Linked DNA regions of Sus scrofa: region 1 is linked to region 2. The links are chromatin contacts, called in public promoter capture Hi-C maps. All regions are on one chromosome and are shown on one strand. Each heading gives the region's core, a stretch centred on a gene start, on an enhancer-like site or on the middle of the called end of the contact. The rest is flanking DNA. Distances are from core to core; before and after follow the strand shown. Region 1 overlaps KRT10 (keratin, type I cytoskeletal 10). Region 2 has its middle 20 kb from the start of KRT19.

Region 1 (2,712 bases), core at 122-2,621, 550 kb after region 2:
AGATATGGGACACTATTGTCACAGCAAATATATGAGTTGTTTTTAAGAATGACTTTGGATGCCCATGATTGCATTTACATTTTCCTGAATCCATTCAAAGTTCAACAGTATTGGAGTTGTTGAGAAAATTTCAATCTCAATATTACCTTTTTGGCAATATTAAAAGGAGAAAATACATTTTAAAGTACCTGCCAAGCTTCTTTGCTTTAAACTACTAATTACCCCTGTACGAATTAGTATATGATAAATGTTGCCATGACATGAAGACAACTCTTTATTCAGTTTTCAAACAGTCTCTATCCAGGCACATGTCCCTAATTTAAGTTATACTCAGTGTTTGTATTATGCCTGTTTCAGGTATGAGAATGAGGTAACCCTGCGCCAGAGCGTGGAGGCCGACATCAACGGCCTGCGCAGGGTGCTGGACGAGCTGACCCTGACCAAGACCGACCTGGAGATGCAGATTGAAAGCCTGAATGAGGAGCTGGCCTACCTGAAGAAGAACCACGAGGAGGTGATGCAAAAATCTTACACTTCCTGCAGCCAAAAGGGGGCTCACTGTAGTCACACTGCAGTCACTAAATGTTTCTGTTCCTCAAACAGGAAATGAGAGACCTTCAAAATGTGTCCACTGGTGATGTGAATGTGGAAATGAATGCTGCCCCTGGTGTTGATCTCACTGAACTACTGAATAACATGAGAAGCCAGTATGAACAACTTGCTGAACAAAACCGCAGAGACGCTGAAGCCTGGTTCAATGAAAAGGTAATTCACCTTCCTTCACAGCAAAGCCAATGGAGGTTTCTGGTTATTATTTCCGATTTTTCTCATCGTTTCTCCTGTTTTTAATATTCTAGAGCAAGGAACTGACTACAGAAATCAACACTAACATTGAACAGGTGTCCAGCTATAAATCTGAGATTACTGAGTTGAGACGCACTATCCAAGGTCTGGAGATCGAGCTACAGTCCCAACTAGCCCTGGTAAGTTTAATAATTCTCTCATGAAATGACCTCATATTGTCATGCAAGGTTTCCTGCTCACCTAAGAATAGGCAACACAGGAGAAAATGAAAGGTCAGTGATAAGAAAGGAGAAATAAAGGTGGAGCTCTTTGTTAATGAAAGAAAAGCACTACTGGCATTCATCTAAAAGTGCTGAAATTGAAATGTAGCCATTAAACCTAAAAACACAAAACTACTCGTTTTCTTTATTCCTCTACATGGCTTATTAAATTATTAAACAAACTCCGCTACACTCAACTGAACAATGACGTCCTTAAACTACAATATATTCTCACTTCTTTATAGAAACAATCCCTGGAAGCCTCCTTGGCAGAGACAGAAGGTCGCTACTGTGTGCAGCTCGCTCAGATTCAGTCCCAGATCACCGCGCTGGAAGAACAACTGCAGCAGATTCGAGCCGAAACCGAGTGCCAGAATGCCGAATACCAACAACTCCTGGATATTAAGATCCGACTGGAGAATGAAATTCAAACCTACCGCAGCCTGCTAGAAGGAGAGGGAAGGTAAATTATAAATGCTTTTATATGTATCCCAGTTGCCTTTATTTAATATTCCAAATCGCAAGGCTTTTCCAAAACCCAAGGATGTGTCAGAAGATGGGAGAAAGTGGAGAGAAGGGGAAGAGTACACAAAATGAAGCATACCACCAGCTTCAATTTCCCACGAATTTGCCCAGGAATGATTCTCAGGGTTGCGTGTATATAAAATTGTTTTAAAAGGATGGGTTTTTAAATACATAATCAGCGGCGGCGGTTTTCCCTAAAAGACGTCTTGCTTATTTTCTGAAGAAACAATAACCTGGAACGCGACTTCCCACACCTTTCCCACGTTAGAGTTAAGTGAAAGTAACCCTTACTCTCCGTAGTTCCGGCGGCTTCACCCACAGCGGCGGGCGAGGCGGCGGAAGTTCCGGCGGCGGCGGCGGCAGCTACGGCGGCGGAAGTTCCGGCGGCGGCGGCGGCAGCTACGGCGGCGGAAGTTCCGGCGGCGGCGGCGGCAGCTACGGCGGCGGAAGTTCCGGCGGCGGCGGCGGCAGCTACGGCGGCGGAAGTTCCGGCGGTGGCGGCGGCAGCTACGGCGGCGGCAGTTCCGGCGGCGGCGGCGGCTCCAGCGGAGGCCTCAAGTCCTCATCTTCAGTGTCCATTGGAGAGCAATCATCTAAGGGACCAAGGTCAGCAGAAACTAGCTGGGGTAATCAGAATTAGTTTTAACTTTCTGTGATGGTTTTTTTTAAAGCAACGTTAAAATTTAATTTTCTTCAATGGAGTATATTTTTCTTTTAGACATTTTGTTTGTTAATTAGTAAGGACCCCACAAATTGTGGTCTAAATTCTACTTTTTGTTTTGTAATTAACTTACAGATACTAACAAAACCAGAGTAATCAAGACAATTATTGAGGAGGTGGCGCCTGATGGTAGAGTCCTTTCGTCTATGGTTGAATCAGAAACCAAGAAACACTACTACTAAACCGCATCAAGAGGAAAGAGTCTCCCCTCACACAGGCCATTATGCACTGATGCATGAAAAAAATCAAGAAAACACTTCAGTCTTAATGGTCTATGGAAATAGGGTCTCTCCTTGAAAATAAGGTGTCTAAACGGTGTTTCGTGGTTTCTGTATTTCTTCTTTTCACTTTACCAGAAAGTGTTCTTTAATGGAAAAAAAAAAAAAAAAAACCTTTCTATTC
Region 2 (2,700 bases), core at 168-2,667:
CTCTGATTCTCTCCTCTGACTTTACCCCCCAGCCACACCCAGCTGCTCCCAGCTCCCAGGCCCCTCATTCACTTACAAAAATCTGTGCCTCCTGAGCAGCCACCCACGCAGGCCTGGGACTTAACACATCCAACCTTCCTATTGGTGTTAGAAGCTAGCAACTGTTGAAGGCTCTTCGTCTGCCTGTTTAAATTTTATTAAAACAGGAGTTCCTGTCGTGGCACAGTGGTTAACGAATCCGACTAGGAACCGTGAGGTTGCGGGTTCGGTGCCTGCCCTTGCTCAGTGGGTTAACGATCCGGCGTTGCCGTGAGCTGTGGTGTAGGTTGCAGACGCGGCTCGGATCCTGTGTTGCTGTGGCTCTGGCGTAGGCCGGGGGCTACAACTCCGATTCGATCCCTAGCCTGGGAACCTCCATATGCCGCAGGAGCGGCCCAAGAAATGGCAAAAAGACCAAAAAAAAAAGAAAAAAATAAAATAAAATAAAGTAAAATAAATTTTATTAAAACAATTTTCAATTTTTTTTTTTTCTGTCTCTTTGTCTTTCTAGGGCCACACCTATGGCATATGGAGGTTTCTAGGCTAAGGGTATAATTGGAGCTGTAGCCGCTGGCCTGTGCCACAGCCACAGCAACGCAGGATCTGAGCCATGTCTGCAACCTACACCACAGCTCACAGCAACGCTGGATCCCAACCCACTGAGCGAGGCCAGGGATCGAACCCCCATCTTCATGGGTGCTAGTCGGTTTTGTTAACCGCTGAGCAACGACGGGAACTCCCAAATTTTCAAAATTTTATGGCCGCAGCCACAGCGTATGGAAAGCCAGAGATGGAATCCGAGATGGAATACAACTTACCCTGCAGCTGCTGCAACGCTGGATCTTTTAACCCACTATGCCTGGGGGGTGGGGGGGGCTGGGAACTCCCCAGGCACTGTTCTTTTTTTTTCCCCTTTTTTTTTAGGGCCACACCTGAGCATGTGGACCAGGCTAGGGGTCAAACTGGAGCCACAGCCTCCGCAATACGGAGTCCGAGCTGCATGCATCTGGGAACTGTGCCTCAGCTTGCAGCAACGTCAGATGCTTAACCCATTCATCGAGGCCAGGGATCGAACCTGCATTCTCAACAGACACTATGTGGGGTTCTTAACCTGCTGAGCCGCAACAGAAACTCCCAGGCACTGTTCTTTACATATGACTTTTATTTTTCTGAGGTCGGTGTTCTTAGCCCCATTTCAGAGATGAGGAAACGGAGGTTCTGAGAGAGTAACTGGCTTTGGATGACATGGCTGGAAAATAGTGGATCCATGAATCAGGGTGTATTTTATAGGGGAGGAAATTGAAGCTCGGAGAGGTTAAACGCCTGGGCCAAGGCTAAGGAGTAATTCTTAAACCGAGGTGTGGCTCGTTTCAAAGGCCAGGCTCGTCACTGTCCCGCCACACAGTCACTCATTAATCTTAACTGCCACACTACACTGCTCAGCCTCTGTCCCGCAGTTATTTGTACAGAGCTTCCCCTCTCCCACCCGCAACTCGCCAACCCTACAGAGATCTGGCCAGGGACTGGGCCCCGGGTCTCTTTCAGCTCTGTGTTCTGCATCTTGCACTGGGACCATGCAGGGCAGACAAGGGAAGAAGGAATGAATGATGCTTCCTGGGTGCGGCTCTCTGAACACAGCTCAGGGAGGCCACCTGCAGCCCGCCACCCCCACCCCCCCACCCCGGATCCAGAGGGGCTACAGTTTTAAGGCCCTGCTGGGCTCAGGCTTGGGGTCCCAGGGCATCCACATTTCTTGGCAGATCCGAAAGCCCGAGTTTATTTATTTATTTTTCACAAATGTATTTTCTATGTAGTTTTTGGAAGAGGTACTACGTGCATGATAACTGTATAAACATTTAAAAGTATGAAGGATATATGACAAAATGATAGTCTTACTGCATCTGTTGAATCCGATCTCCCAGCTCCCCTCCTGGGAAGTATCCTGGCCGTCACCTTCTTGTGTATTTTTCTAGAGCTATCCTGTGCATATACAAATATTTATTGTCCAAGTTCTTCCCTGGAGCACACATACAAAGGCTAGCAAATGATACACGTTGCACTGCAATCTTACTTTTTCATTTAATGAACTATTTGGAAAGGAATTCCTGTCGGGGCTTCAGCGGTAACGAACCCAGTTAGTATCTGTGCGGATGTGGGTTCAATCCCTGGCCCTCCTCAGTGGGTTAAGGATCCCATGTTGCTGTGGCTGTGGCGTAGGCTGGCAGCTGCAGCTCCGATTTGACCCCTAGCCTTGGAATGTCCCTACGCTGCTGGTGTGGCCCTAAAAAGACAGAAAAAGAAATTGGGAAGTCTTTCCTTTCAGTCCTATATAGAGCTGCCTCATTCTTTTTGATGCTTGCATGGTGTTCTATGGTATGGAGTTCTCGTATAAGCGCTATGTAGGTATTAAAAGTAACACTGCAGCGAACATCCTAGTACATCATGTCATTTGTATGTGTGCAAAAAATACACCCGAAAGATAAAGACCTGTAGGAGAAGTTGACAGCTCAAAGAATTATATTTAAAACTTTTTTTTTTCTTTTCTTTTTACGGCCACACTTGTGACTTATGGAAGTTTCCAGCCCAGGGGTCGAATCGGAGCTGTAGCTGGGGTCTCCACTGCAGTCACAGCAGCATCAGATCTGAGCCACATCTGCAACC

What was found. Promoter capture Hi-C pulls out the DNA fragments that hold promoters and counts their contacts.
Region 1: a contact with region 2 is called in a promoter capture Hi-C map of fetal liver, with 4 times the contacts expected there. The contact joins two enhancer-like sites. A contact is called at or near these places in 1 of 5 promoter capture datasets (fetal liver), 1 of 47 Hi-C or Micro-C datasets (embryonic fibroblasts) and 1 of 2 datasets of contacts at active chromatin or transcription factors (skeletal muscle).

The regions. Positions count from the first base shown.
Region 1 is chr12:21,642,885-21,645,596 of Sscrofa11.1, forward strand. It overlaps KRT10 (keratin, type I cytoskeletal 10), which reads left to right. Exons shown (of 8, transcript XM_005668847.3): 3 at 358-514; 4 at 604-765; 5 at 858-983; 6 at 1,310-1,527; 7 at 1,890-2,195; 8 at 2,386-2,712. The coding sequence ends at 2,392. Among named protein-coding and RNA genes, the nearest start is that of KRT10, 3.0 kb to the left of the region's middle. Within about 2 kb of position 1,372, at least 49 of the 83 cell types and tissues checked have an H3K27ac peak or open chromatin away from gene starts, as enhancers often do. A contact at or near this core is called in fetal liver, where this site is marked.
Region 2 is chr12:21,093,629-21,096,328 of Sscrofa11.1, forward strand. No RefSeq gene overlaps it. Among named protein-coding and RNA genes, the nearest start is that of KRT19, 20 kb to the right of the region's middle. Within about 2 kb of position 1,418, at least 7 of the 83 cell types and tissues checked have an H3K27ac peak or open chromatin away from gene starts, as enhancers often do. A contact at or near this core is called in fetal liver, where this site is marked.